Linked DNA regions of Mus musculus: all the other regions are linked to region 3. A link is a contact called in public HiChIP or PLAC-seq data. All regions are on one chromosome and are shown on one strand. Each heading gives the region's core, a stretch centred on a gene start, on an enhancer-like site or on the middle of the called end of the contact. The rest is flanking DNA. Distances are from core to core; before and after follow the strand shown.

Region 1 (4,054 bases), core at 546-3,045, 250 kb after region 3:
CAAATAGATAAAAATTTCAGAAACATTATCTATTTAGGTCCTTTTTATACATTTCAAAAGCACATGAATCAACCAGGAATTATACATGAAGAGCTACAGGTATAGCTGTCTCCACGTGTCTTCCCTCTTCCTGCTATAGTTAAATAAATAATAATTTAAAAAAAGTCAGCAGTGCTATTACTTATACAATAATAGTTTGCGGCCTGGAAAGCCTTTTCCCAAACGCTATCCCATTTGTCAGCATGGGAAGAGGTGGTGCAGGGACCGAATGAACCCAAGGCTGTAAGGCCTCTGCTCTCCACAGAACTACAACCAGCCTATAAGTGTGACTTTTGAAAGCTGAATCCCATGATCGCTTCCCGCCACATACAAAGAATGCCCCCCATCCTGCCCTTCTCCTTGAAACTTTTGTGAACAAACCCTTTGAGCTCATTCCATCTCTCCGTAATATTTTGTAATAGAATTAGACCAGAACCAAGGTGGTTTGTTTTGTTTTGGTTGTTGTTGTTGTAACCCAGGTTAGTGATTAACTCAAAGTCTCCTTGCCTCTTCCTTCTAGGTGCTGAGATTCCAAGCACATACGATCATGATAAATCAGTTGAGCCTCTTCCTCCTCCTCCTCCTCCTCCTCCTCTTCTTCCTCCTCCTCTTCTTCCTCTTCCTCCTCCTCCTCCTCCTTCTCCTTCTCCTCCTCCTTCATCTTCTCCTCTTTCTTCTTTATTTTTGGTTTTTCAAGACAGAATCTTTCTATGTAGCCCTAGCTGTCCTGGAACTTTGTGAACCAGGATAGCCTCGAACTCAGAGATCCTCTTGGCTCTCTCTGCCTTCCTCTGCTGGGATTAAAGGTGTGTGCTTCCACTGTCCGGCTTTTGTCTTCTTTTTTATAATTTCCATGCTTCACTAGGTCTCCATGCCCAGAAGAGCTAAGGATTGGTGCAGAGAAGTGTATTTGCACAGATCGAAACCATAAACCAGAAGAGACCAACTCCATTCTGCCTGGCTCCCATGAGACGTCTGCACAGGAGGATATTGATGAAGGAAGCCCATGTCATATTGTAAACTTACTTAAAACATTATGGGGCAGGGTGAGGGGGTTGGGTCTGACAAATTATTTTGGTTCTTCAGTGTGAATTTTGTAGATGAAATGTCAAAAGGTAAAGTGGGTGGGACATGTCTGAATCTTAACCCATAAGGAAAAAAAAAAAAAAGCAGTGTGGGTTCTTTACCAAGTCCCTTTTGTCCCCAAAGGCTCTCCATGATTCTGATGCATTTTGGTTTTGCTTTTGATGAGTAAAGAATGTTTGGCTGGTTGTTATTGCCAAGGGTGTTTATACCTTTAATCAGTGACTTTGTCAGAGTCCAAGCTGTCATGCAAAGTTGCTACTCAGAGAACAGTATAGAGCCGAATAAGAACACTGTGCTGATCTCAAATGCTACAAATTCATGACCCACTCTGTGTTTTCAAAAAATGTATTTTTTTTTCTTGAAGAGTTTTGGCACTCCAACTAAGCTTAGAAGGATTGCTACCGGGGTTCCAGATGAACTGACTTCCTCAAGCAAGTTTTAAACAGTGTCTGGGGGATTGAAGCAGAGGAAAGGGCTGATACAGGATCGGCATCCTGAAGAGCCGCATGTCTCTGAGCTACTCGAACGCCCCTCACTTTGTCTCAAGGGACTGTCCATCTGTTCACGCTGTCTGACACTCTCTGAAACCAAACCTGCTGTGACCAACTTGGCTCGGTGTGAGAAACTGTCAGCTTGCTCCAGAATGTAATAATGTACCGCCTCCAAGTACCTTAGCACCGTTAGCATTTCCTGGAGTCTCCGCCCAACAGTCACCGAACAATGGCCAGGTAGAGCCTCTTCCTCTCTTCCTCTTCCTCTCTTCCTCTCTCTCCCTCTCCCTCTCCCTCTCTCTCTCCTCTCACCTCTCTCTCTCCCTCCCTCCTTTCCCCTTTCCCCCTCCCCCTTTCCTCCCTCTCCCTGCAATCTCCATCTCTCTCTTTTCTCACGTGTCCTCGATCTTCCCCTCTTCCTCTCTCCTCTCTTTCTGTCCTTCTCTGTTCCCCTTCTCCAGGTCCCAAATAAACTCCCTTTTATATTCGGCCCTTCGCATGGTTTGGTTGTTCAGGGAACACCTTGGTCGGGCCTGCCAAGCATCCTCATGCAGCCGGTTTATAAAACACAACTACAGTCGCATCTGAAGATGCTAAGAACAGGCTCCTTGTACATCTTCTAAAGTGACCCTCTTGGGCATTAAATACTGAGACTAAGTTCGTTGAAGAAAGATGAAAGGGGGGTTATTGTTCCATTATTTTAATTAATTTCAAAGTTTTATTTTTACCCCCTGCCCCAAAATTCCTCTTTAGCTCTCTGTGTGTGTGTGTGTGGGGGGGGGGTAGATCATAAATTTAAATATAAGAGGAGAGGAAGTGGTTTTACAGCCCAATACACATTATCTGGGTAGCACAGACTTTATCTTCCTGTTTTGTGTTAGCCGGCATGGATCACCAGAGCTCAAACTTAGATTGGGTTCATTCAAATAAGAAGATCTGAGATGATGGCTCCAGCTATGAGCTCCTCCAGGGACCAATACAATTACCTAAGGGGTAACTAACTAAACATCTAACCTTCTAAGTGAGTTGAAAACAAGTAAACCAGCTAAGCCTTCCTGTCTCCTCTTTGTCTCAGCCTTGATAATCAAGACAGTTTTCCACAGCCTCAAAGAACAATTTTCCCTCTTTCTGAAAACCTTTCATAAGGACACACCCAGGGGAAACCATTTGCATTTTGATGACATCCTTTGTCCCGAGTCTTACTTCCAAAGCCTGTTATTGTGTTGCCTAACTAGATTGATAACTGCTTCATTTACAATCCAAAAGACTTCTTAAAAGTTATACAGGGAATTTAATAGGTAATCCCAATTGTGTTTCCCAAAGAGCCCAGAAACCAATTATGCTAACCCTGTTGTTTTAACTCCCTGGGGTCTACCACAGTGCCCTTTCCCCACCCCCACCCCTCAATCAGTAGGCAGAATTTTGTTGTGAAAATACCAAAGTGCCTTCCCCGCTTAGGGGAATCCCCAGGTATGGTTAGATTTTCAATCATGTCCAATGCTTAAGGAGGCTAGAGCCAGCACTACCCACACTGGAGAGCTAGGGCCAAGATCAACAAACCTGTTAAAAATGAAACCCACCTGATGCTCCCTGAACAAAGTATACCCCTGGTGTTGCTCTGCCCGGAGATTAAAGCTGTTAGAACCGGAGGCCGGATGAGATTCCAGGCAAGCTTCCTGTGGGCTCCAGAAGGGATAAGACTCTCCCGAGAATAGGGATTTCTACCACGCTGCTGCATATTGTCACAAAGGAAGCCAGAAAAAGAAATGAGACTCCTAGCATCTCCAGTTGTCTCCCAAGCTGGGCAGTGACACCTGGCTGGGTTGCTCCAGGCTCTCTGACTTTATGAAGCACATTCATCTTCAGTCTTTCCATCCATCCCTCGAGTCCACATGAAGTTAGCTCAAGTGACGAATGGACTTCTAGACAGTATGTTTGTTGAAGTATAGAAATACAGAGGAACGGCACAAATTACGAATACAAAACTTGATAAATTGCCACCGTGTAAGTGTGCTCACAAAACTACCCAGGCCAATGGAGAGAACCCCCAGCCTGTTCCTGATGTCTGAAAGGGTTGGTGAGGCTGAACACCCCTCGTGTATACGATCATGCTTGATATTTGGATACACTCTCTTGCTGCTGTCTTTTTGTCTCTTTTACTCCTCTGCATATTGATGTATCTGTCCTTCCTGGGTGGACAGTATTTTCCATATTCTGGTTGTCGATTGTCAGTTATACGTTTTGTGAATGGCTTCTGCCACAGTGTTAGTGGGCCTTCCACCCCACAAGATATTGGCAGTAGAGGCAATCCATAAGAAGTATTTGATTTATGTCCAGTGTAGTTGATCTTTGACTACTCCATTGTTAGAACACAGGCTTGCCCATTTAAGCGGTTGAAAAGCCAGACCCCACAGCCTTGAAGAGAGCAAGCAAGCTAT
Region 2 (4,449 bases), core at 181-2,680, 200 kb after region 3:
GAAAACTGCCATCTGTCAAAACGGCTGTGTTATAAGTAATACACAAATCACTGTGGGGCGCTGAGATACTTGACTAATACCAGGTAGCAGCTTCTCCTGAATAAAATGGAAAGAAATGGCCTAACGTTACACTTCAGGAATGTAAATTCAACGGAAATGGGAAAATGCTAATTGCCAGTGGAGAAGGTTTCTTCTTCCCCAAAGGAAGCTACATACTGTCTGTCAAAGAAAAAGAACAGGTCTCCTTGAGCCTCTCAGCCTTCCCAGTTCCCTAGGTGCCCAGGTGCGCAACACCTCCAGTGTGAGGGTTTGAAAGGTGAACCGCTGTCTTTACAGGTGTGCTGGAGAAAGCCCTGGGTTCAGGAGAGCAATTAGAAGGAATGGTGGAGCAGAGCCAAGGCCAGATGAAGAGAGAGCTGCTGGCTCCCCTGTAGAAGCACATGGGTAAGGGCGGAAAGCATCCTTAAGAGCAGGGGAGAGGAGAGACAGCGGGTGGTCTAATGATGCCTCGGCATGCAGAGCGGAGGATACAGTTTTTTCAAAGAAGCTCACTTTGGTTAAACTGAAGGTATTTTATACTTTTTGCTTGAAAAGACTGTGGCACTTGGTACTGTTCCCAAGGGTAAAACTCTCTTGGTCCCAACTTTAAAGGCTTGGGGGAGGAATCAGTGGGAAAATTGGGCAAAAAAAGAAAGACAGGGGTTAGGGGGAGCAAACAAATAGTACCTCAAAACAGAACTAGTAGGGGTATAAGACCTTTACGAGCTCTGAAGCACCCAACTACGTGGAAGATCTTCCCTATGCCAAGAAGGAAAGAACATCACTCATTAGCAGCTTAGCAACTGGGATGTTGGAGGTATGACTTAGAGCTCCAAAAAGGGCAATCCTGAAAGAATTACATGTCCATGTGACAGTTGTGGAAATGAAGACATCACAGCCAAGAAAGCAGGGTAGTAGAGCCAGGTCAAAACTCATCTCTACTCCAAAGCCTGTGTTCTACCAAACCCTGGTATTGCTGAAGCCATTTTTCCATGATTCATGGTTAGGAAACTCAGACGTTTCAGCATTCTAAATCCTCAGAGTAAACCGCTCAGAGGCCAGCCCAAATGGAGGGGACTCTTCACCAGTTGCATTGAAGGTTTCTGACGGGACTTGTAAACGATAACCACTGTTAGCAGTCCGGGCTACACATCCCAAAAGGATGACCCTTCTCGACACCGCCCAGACTGATCTGAAACCCCTGGGCTGCAAAGATCCTTCTTGCTCAGCCTGCCTAACATCCATGTCCACAGGCAGCCTGGGCCAGTGCACTGACCTCCTGGGATGATCTAATTCTTCAACTAAACGCCCTACTCCCTCCTGGGTCTTCTGTTCCCTAGGTCTCAGAAACCTGTACTTCTAAACCTTGCTCAGCTGATTCTTGATCTGCTACCAGAGCTGGTACCCACACAGACATGAGATAAAAACAGACTTCAGATTTCCTTTCTGCTCTGTCACTTGCGAACGCAATCACAATGCAATCAAACAGAGCCACAAATCCCCCATCCAGAAACACTTCCAAAGCAACACAAAGCAATCACGGAATAGTTTGCTAAAATGAAGGCCAACGCTAAGCATAAACTGGGGCAGGAAAACCGCCAGATGTGAATATATTAAGCTTTATTTTAGGGGATCGCAATTGGAAATTGTTTTAACCATAGTGTGTGGGCGTTGTGAGGTGACAGATGGCGAACAACAAGCGAGTGGCATTGAAGAGGAAAGTGCTGGGTTTAGCAGGTCTACCTTAATCCAGCCCTACCTCTCTCTGGCCACTGTTGTGGGGAGCAGTGTATTGTTTCCTTGGTTCGCCTGCTCTCTGGCTACACCAGATTCACTCTCATTTTAATCCAGGCTTGATCCTTTAAAACAAATCAGGTCTCAGATGTTACTATTTCGAACTGTAACAGTAATATCTCAAATGTATCCTGCATCTGCCCCTCCACCCCCCACCTACAGAAACTCATCAGCACCCCTGTCACCAGTCTTGGAAAAGCCCTGAGGGTTTATTTTCATTTTGTAGTACAGGGGATGGGTCCTAGCATCCAACAAGTTAAGCACGTGTTTGATCTCATGCCTGACCCATCACTGAGTTTTAAGCCTACTTTCACAGATTCTTTGAGGAGTGCAGAAACCTTGTCCATAGCAATAAACTGATCTATACCCTATACGTGGCTCATATGGTCTTTCTTTATGGGAACTCCAGACAGCGTTTCAATGGCAGCAATCTGCAAAATGGACCACAGCATCTTCTTGCAACTAAGTCTAAACTCTGGGCTCCCCAGAGTCAATTCTACAGGACTTTAAAAAAAAGATTTATTTATTTTATTTATATGAGTACACTGTAGCTGTCCTTAGACCCACCAGAAGGCATCAGATCCCTTAACTGCTGAGCCATCTCTCCAGCCCCTAAAGGACTTTTGATGTCCTTCTGCTGGGTTGCTCAAACTGTGAGATAGCTAGCTGACTCGTACCTTGAATCCCCACCCTTGAATGAACAGGCAAGAGGATTTTGAGGCCAACCTGGGCTACACAGGACCTTGTTTTAAAGGTCAAAGCAAACATTTGAGATACACAATTTGGGACGCAGGAAAGCATCCAATCCTATGATCAAGATTTGACTGTAAGCATGGAGGGTCATGCACACTCCAGTGATGCGATTCTTAAGCATTCCTGGTATATTCTCGGACAGCACATACCTACTATATTTATAGAGCTGGGCTGTCCATTTAGCTTCCTGGGCCAAAGCTAAGATGAAAACATTACTGTCTGCCAATCATTGTTCAAACACTTCCCTTGCCCTTACCAGGTCAATCAGATTCAACCAACATGAGCATCCTCACTCTATTTGCCTACAAAGTGTGCCCATTTTCTCCTTATCCTGTAGTAAGCATGACTGAGCATCTCCATGGAGTATCGCGTAAACCTGTGAACCAACCCTGTCAGTGGTTGCTGATACTCCCTAATCTAGGCACACCTACCTTCTACCACCTTGCCTGGAGCATCTCTTGTCTCCCAGGAGTCTAAGAGTGCATTTAATTCTGAGGTACCGTCGTGAACCATGAACCTGTCACCTGGGTGGTGCTGCCTACAGATGGCTTCATTTGAAACCTTTAAACCCAGCACTCAGGAGGCAGAGGCAGGCGGATTTCTGAGTTCGAGGCCAGCCTGTTCTACAAAGTGAGCTCCAGGACAGCCAGGGCTATACAGAGAAACCCTGTCTCGAAAAAACAAAAACAAAAACAAAAACAAAAAACAAACAAACAAAAAAAAAAACAGGAGACCCTGTTTCAGAAAGGGAAAAAAATATCGAAGACTATGGGAACACTGAGTTCAAACCCTGGCACTGCGAAAATTACAAAGGGCATCACTGAAGAGCCATGAGTGCTCACCACCCTACTCCTGAAGCAGGGAGCACAGAATATTCTCTCTATATGTGAAGCCAGATGTTTTTCAGTGACCTACCTAGGCAGCGATCCCTAACATAGAAAAACGAGCGACGAGCCTCTAGCGTGTTATTTAAAATGCTGCGGTTTGGGCCAAATTGAAAACTATCTGAGGGAGGCAACACTGAAATGGCTTAGCAGGTACAGGCACGTGTCATCTAGCCTGATGAGCCGATGCCCAGGACCCGCATAGAAGAACTGACTGAAGCCGTCCCCCTTCCCAGATCTCCTCCACATGCCTACCCTGGCAAAGGCATGCCCGCACACATGCACACATACAAAACAAACACATTAAAAGATAATTTAAATTTTAGAAGCGTATCTGAGACCAGTCTTCAGCTACTGCTTTGCCAGGACAGCCAAGTAGTGTTCCTCAAAGATGAGTAGCAGGGTTCTGTCACCTAAGAAAAGCGACAAACGCATTAGTCATCCCAATGAATTTGACTGCTTCCAATGCAGCTGCTGTGGGTGTTCAGGTCACGTCCTCAGACGCAACAATAAAATCAGTCCCGGCTGGGAACCTATCCCTGAGCGCTATTGCAACGGTATCTCCATAGTAACCCTTTATCCAGACCTGCATTGGCTTCCCAGAGATGCTTTCTAAACGGCCATACAATTTAAGCTTTAATAAAGACTAATGTAGAATTAGAAGTACTTTCAATTCACAAAGGCACCCAGGGACTGAACCGAAGAAAAGGAAACAAAAACGGTTGGAGTCTAGGGTAGGGTTGGTCTTTCCCAGAAGGCAATAAAACGCGTGGCCAGGAGAGAAACCACAGCTAAAATTCAATGCAAGGCTGGAGGGGGCGGAGGCGGGGGCGGGGGCGGGGGGGGGGCATGTGGAGCAGGTGAGTAAGAAGCCATGTGATAGGTTCCTGGTTCAATCCCCGTTACCGCAAACAGAAAGTTCAGTTCAGGGAAGAAAATCACTTTTCTGAGCCTACGCCCTGTCCCACTGTGAGGAAGC
Region 3 (4,734 bases), core at 832-3,331:
GGCTTCCTTCGAGCCTTCTAATTAGAGATGGCAGCCTTCCCACCCTCTGCAGTCAGTCTCACTTCTCACACAGACCCTTGACTTGGGTGTTCTCCTTCCCAGTCATCAGCTGGGGCAGCCCTCAGACAATGAGCAGTTTTCATAGTGATCCTAAGATGACATTCATATAGAGGTAAGTCCATAGACAGAGGCAGCTTAGGCGAGAATAGTAAGGAGTCTGTCTAGGATGCCCTCTTTTTCTTCCTTTACACCTTTGATGCCCTGCGATTAATGAATTTATACTGGGATGAATGAATCTGCTAGAATGAAGAGAGGGTCTATTTTTAGTTCCAACTGAGATGAATAAGTAAGAGTCACATGGATCACTACATTAAGAAAGACAAAAAGAGCTGCCCATGAACTCTGTCATTGATTATTAATGCCTGCCAGGGAAATGTATTTACCATCTTCTCTACTTGTCATGAGTTATTAGGGGCAGAAATTGTGCCTTATTTAGTGTCGGATACTAGGGCAAAGGAAGCTGAGGTGTCCCAAACTCTGGGCACCGTGTGCTGCTACTAAAGAACTTTGAAGAACAAACCTGTAAGCACAGATTGCAGCCTTGTACTACAGAAGGGCAGGGGGGGATGGATAAGTGTCCAGGGATTTTGCAAGCAAGTTGATTTACTGTTGGCACCTTGAATTTGAATATAACTTACACTACAGAAGGTTCTGCCCACATTCAGAATCAAATATTAGACAATAACCAGAATGACACTGAATGTGTACCTGCTCCTGGGTCCTCTGTGCCCAGGTAGGCGCTGTGCACAGCAGTGTCTGAGGACCACAGCACTTGGTGGAGAGGTGAGAGGATCTCTTGAGGTTATTAGCCAGTCAGCTCAGCTGAAGCAGTGAACCCCAGGTTCTGTGGAAAGCCCTGTCTCAAAAGATAAAGTAGAGAGCAATAGAAGAAGCCGTCTGATGTTGACCGTTGACCTCTGCACACACATGCACACATGTAGCACACACACACACACACACACTGGCAGAGAGGGGGAAGAAGGGAGGGAGAGAGAGAGAGAGATTGAGATCAAGCGCAAGCAAGAAGAAGTATGGTCTTGCCTGTCGCCTGGCCTGGCTTGCTTTCTATTGCTGTGATAAAAACCACACCCAAGGGCAACTTGGGAAGGAAAAGGTTAACTGCACCTTACATTTTACTCTCTATTCCTGAGAAAACCCAGGGCAGGAAACTTTAGGCAGGAACTGAGGCCATGGGGGCAATGCCACTTACTGGCTTTCTGTCTCATGGCTTGCTTAGCCTGTGCTCTTATACAACCCAGGACCACCTGCTGGGCCTTCCCATATCATTCATGAATCAGGAGAATACACGGCACACTTGCCTACAGGCAAGCTGAAGGGAGCGTATTCCCAGATGAGGTTCCTCTTCCCAAATAACTCTCACTTGTGTCAAGTTGACAAGCTAACTAGGACATGATCCATTTTACTTTGTCTAGGCCTATTCTCAACCACCATCTTTTTCTTAATCCTTTCCCCCACATGGTCGGTACCCTTCATGGAAACACAACATCCACCTTCTTTTTGTTATTCCTAATAAAGCATCTATCTTGTGATAGACCCTTAAGCCATGCATGTCTTTGGGAAGAGAATTATAGAAGTCTCCCAAATGAGAGTCCTAGTTAATAGGTTGTAACGCTGGGGCCTGCTGGCTACCACTGGATTGGATTTACCTCCACTAGGGGGCACTCTTCTCCTTAAATGTCAAAAACTCCAGTTTAACTAGAACTATATACTGCAGTGGTAACAATAGAAATATGGATTTCCCTTTAGAAATAGCTGCTACTGAGCAGAGCTTTGGAAAGGAAATAGATCATGAAGGCTATAGCATCTGCGAAGAAAACATTTGGCTATCGCAGCACATTTACTCACTACTGTGGACATACCAGTTGACAGTGTCTCCTGTGGGTTGTGCTACCGTGAAGCCCTAGGTATTGTCTAAATTTTGTTTTAAATTCAATTTGGAGTCGTGCGATCCAATTCAACCATGGGACTAGCTTCTTTAGGATCAATCCCAGAAAGATGGCAGTCAATGGTCCCAAGCCTTTGTTATGCAAGCAATGCTGGGCTGTGAAACAGATTGTCCAGCTCACAGGGCTAAGAGGGAAGAGAGTCAATCCTTGCATATGTAGCTTCCTTTTCAAATATCACACACACACACACACACACACACACACACACACACACACACACACTCACACACACACTCTCCCGTGCTCACATCAGAGGTCAGCCTCGCCTACCGATGTGTATCTGACTGCTGGCAGGCTAGCTGGCCTTAGAGCTCCCAGAGATTTCTCCTGTCTCCACCACCCATGCCACCACAGCAGCACTGAGATTCCAGATGCGTGCTACCGAGTCTGCTTTAGGTTTGTTTGATAGAGCAAATGCTATCCAGTGAATCACTTCTCTAGTTCCTACCATAATTAAAACAAAACAAACAAACAAACAAACAAACAAAAAAAACCCCAACATCTTCAGATACTGCATTTGAAGCGAATGATGTTCACCGGGCCTTTGAAACTTGCACCGTCATGACTAGGTGATGATGGAGGAGTCAGAAAGAGGTACTGTCTCACCTGCCAGAGACTGTAGACATCCTAGATTTCAACACTTCAAGGCCAAGTTACTCCTCCATGTCTTTACTTCCCTTTCTTGAAGAATTAGCTCATGCCTGACTTAAAAATAGCATGGCGCCAGCTATCCTATAAGCGTTACCTTATTCTCAGTCACCGCCCCCTTCCTCCCGGCGGTATTATCCCCATCCCCATTTTACAGAAAGGGAACCCGAGAGCCCTGTCAGGAACCTCTGTCAGGGATTTCCCTGAGATTGTACAGCTGATATAGGACTGGTTTGGAGAGGGCCTGAAGCTCTCTGGTTTTGAGACACAGAACAGGGTCTTTATTGATCAATATGCACCGAGAGCCTTCTGTGGACCACAGAGGCCTTGCTGGCTCCAAAGGTTGAGTTTTCATTTCAAGCCACGGAGAAGGTCTGAGGAGAAAACGGTGAAGGAAAAATAACACATTTGAGAAGTAGCACGCTGTGAGAGGGAACATGAAGGCCAGTCCCTTCTTACCCACACACTGCGAGGCATTTGAAGCAGGTTGTTTTGAAATCTCTCTAAGCTTGTTTCCTGAAGTAAAAAACAAACCCTAAACGTTGAGATGAGCCCCAACCCAAGGGTGCTCACGTGCTTCACCCTAGAGCCACAAGCCCTGAAACTGCCAGTCTTTTTCTCTGCTGGGGCAGGGTCACTTGTTCCCCGGGCCTGTGTCAGCATCTCTTTTCCCATCTGAGTTTCTGGTCATTCATTTCCCTTCCTCGTGCTCTTCAATGCTGAAGCCCTTTCCTGTTACCACCCAGAGGGTGAATGGAGGCAGAGCGGAGAGAGGCTCTAATGGAGCTTTCTGAACCGCTGTCTGTGGCATGCTCAGTGTCCGTGTCTTCCATAGGGGCGCCTCAGTGTGGGAACGCAATTCAGAACCAGCCAGTATAATCAGTAGAGACAATGGAGAGTGCCACCCACATCACAGCGAGTCGCTGAATGTATACCGCGGTTGCTATCAACCTTTCAATCAAAGCAAAACAATGTCTTTCTAGACAGAAGAGAGGACCCTCTCTAAATCAGATGGCAAAGGGGTTTGTGCCAGCCTAGTGGAAGCCCTTCAGGTTCCAGCGCTGGGTCCCTTCCCAGCAGAAGTGCATTGTTAGAGATGAACAATTGTGTGCATAAAGAGAAGGTCCCATCTTGGTGTTTGGAGGGGGTGGGAGCAGGGCACTAAAAAGACTCATTTGAACCAGGAGAGTGTGGAAATCATTTTTGTTCAGCGGCGCTGCAATTCCCGCTTTTCCCTTTTTGTTGGAAAGGCTGAAGTAAAACGCCTGGCTTAACCCACTCTACCCCCAACCACAACAGAATAGCTGTTTAACAGGGAGCACCTCTCAATTGCTTACACACACACACACACACACACACACACACACACTCCTTCACTATCTAACATCTCAATCACTAAAAATCAACAGGAAACATTTCAAGACCTCAATGGACAGCGGAACGACACGGGAAAAAGGAATGAGCCATAAAGGAGAGAACACAAAGGGCAAAGAATGAAACATTCAACACATAGCAAGAGAAATCCCAACTATGACGAAACAAGATACCGTGGCTGCTCTTTCAGTTGCTGGAGAGTTTAAGAACGACCCCAGAGAAGGACCTTGCCTCTGTGTATTGAGTTCTGGAGAATGTATATGAAATGTACAGGTATAAGAAACATAAATACTTAAGACCCTAACAGTAGACTCTCATGTCTTGAGGAGTGCCATTAGCTAACGTTGGGAATACCTAGCTCTCTGGAAACAAAGCCCTACTATCTTGACAAGAAACTGTGCCTCCTCGAAGCCAGTCCTAGTGTGAGAAAACCTTGCAAATTCACCATCTGATTCTCAGTCAAAGCTTGTTTGTATGTATGCAGGCTCTTAAAATCCATGTACTCTGGGCCTTTAAATCTTCTGAGATATGCACGCACATAATGACTATTACACAGGATGACTATCAGGCAGCAACGAGGTAGCTTAAGGGAGCAAGGCTCAGCCCAGTTCGTGGCAGCACACACCTTTGATCCCAGCACTTCGGAGGCAGAGGCAGGCAGTTGGAGTTCAGCCTGATTTACAGA

The links. HiChIP or PLAC-seq counts read pairs in DNA pulled down with a chosen protein or histone mark.
Region 1: a contact with region 3 is called in a RAD21 HiChIP or PLAC-seq map of pro-B cells, with 5 times the contacts expected there. The contact joins two enhancer-like sites. A contact is called at or near these places in 2 of 15 datasets of contacts at CTCF or cohesin (large pre-B cells and pro-B cells), 10 of 484 Hi-C or Micro-C datasets (CD8 T cells, the G1E-ER4 cell line, Th2 cells and 6 more) and 8 of 115 datasets of contacts at active chromatin or transcription factors (the 230-238 cell line, differentiating embryonic stem cells, embryonic stem cells and 4 more).
Region 2: a contact with region 3 is called in an H3K27ac HiChIP or PLAC-seq map of regulatory T cells, with 5 times the contacts expected there. The contact joins two enhancer-like sites. A contact is called at or near these places in 1 of 39 promoter capture datasets (hippocampal neurons), 3 of 15 datasets of contacts at CTCF or cohesin (CD8 T cells, large pre-B cells and pro-B cells), 41 of 484 Hi-C or Micro-C datasets (the AML12 cell line, the AtT-20 cell line, B cells and 31 more), 16 of 115 datasets of contacts at active chromatin or transcription factors (CD8 T cells, Th17 cells, bone marrow-derived dendritic cells and 11 more) and 1 of 9 other capture datasets (embryonic stem cells).

Annotation. Positions count from the first base shown.
Region 1 is chr8:34,730,061-34,734,114 of GRCm38.p6, forward strand. No RefSeq gene overlaps it. Among named protein-coding and RNA genes, the nearest start is that of Gm46069, 42 kb to the left of the region's middle. Within about 2 kb of position 1,796, at least 45 of the 459 cell types and tissues checked have an H3K27ac peak or open chromatin away from gene starts, as enhancers often do. A contact at or near this core is called in CD8 T cells, pro-B cells and regulatory T cells, where this site is marked.
Region 2 is chr8:34,684,906-34,689,354 of GRCm38.p6, forward strand. Gm46069 (a long non-coding RNA gene) reads right to left here. Exons shown (of 2, transcript XR_001778750.2): 2 at 3,774-3,883. Among named protein-coding and RNA genes, the nearest start is that of Gm46069, 2.8 kb to the right of the region's middle. Within about 2 kb of position 1,431, at least 8 of the 459 cell types and tissues checked have an H3K27ac peak or open chromatin away from gene starts, as enhancers often do. A contact at or near this core is called in regulatory T cells, where this site is marked.
Region 3 is chr8:34,483,395-34,488,128 of GRCm38.p6, forward strand. It overlaps Gm46038 (a long non-coding RNA gene), which reads left to right. Exons shown (of 3, transcript XR_001778545.1): 3 at 4,085-4,711. Among named protein-coding and RNA genes, the nearest start is that of Gm40489, 3.2 kb to the right of the region's middle. Within about 2 kb of position 2,082, at least 20 of the 459 cell types and tissues checked have an H3K27ac peak or open chromatin away from gene starts, as enhancers often do. A contact at or near this core is called in CD8 T cells, pro-B cells and regulatory T cells, where this site is marked.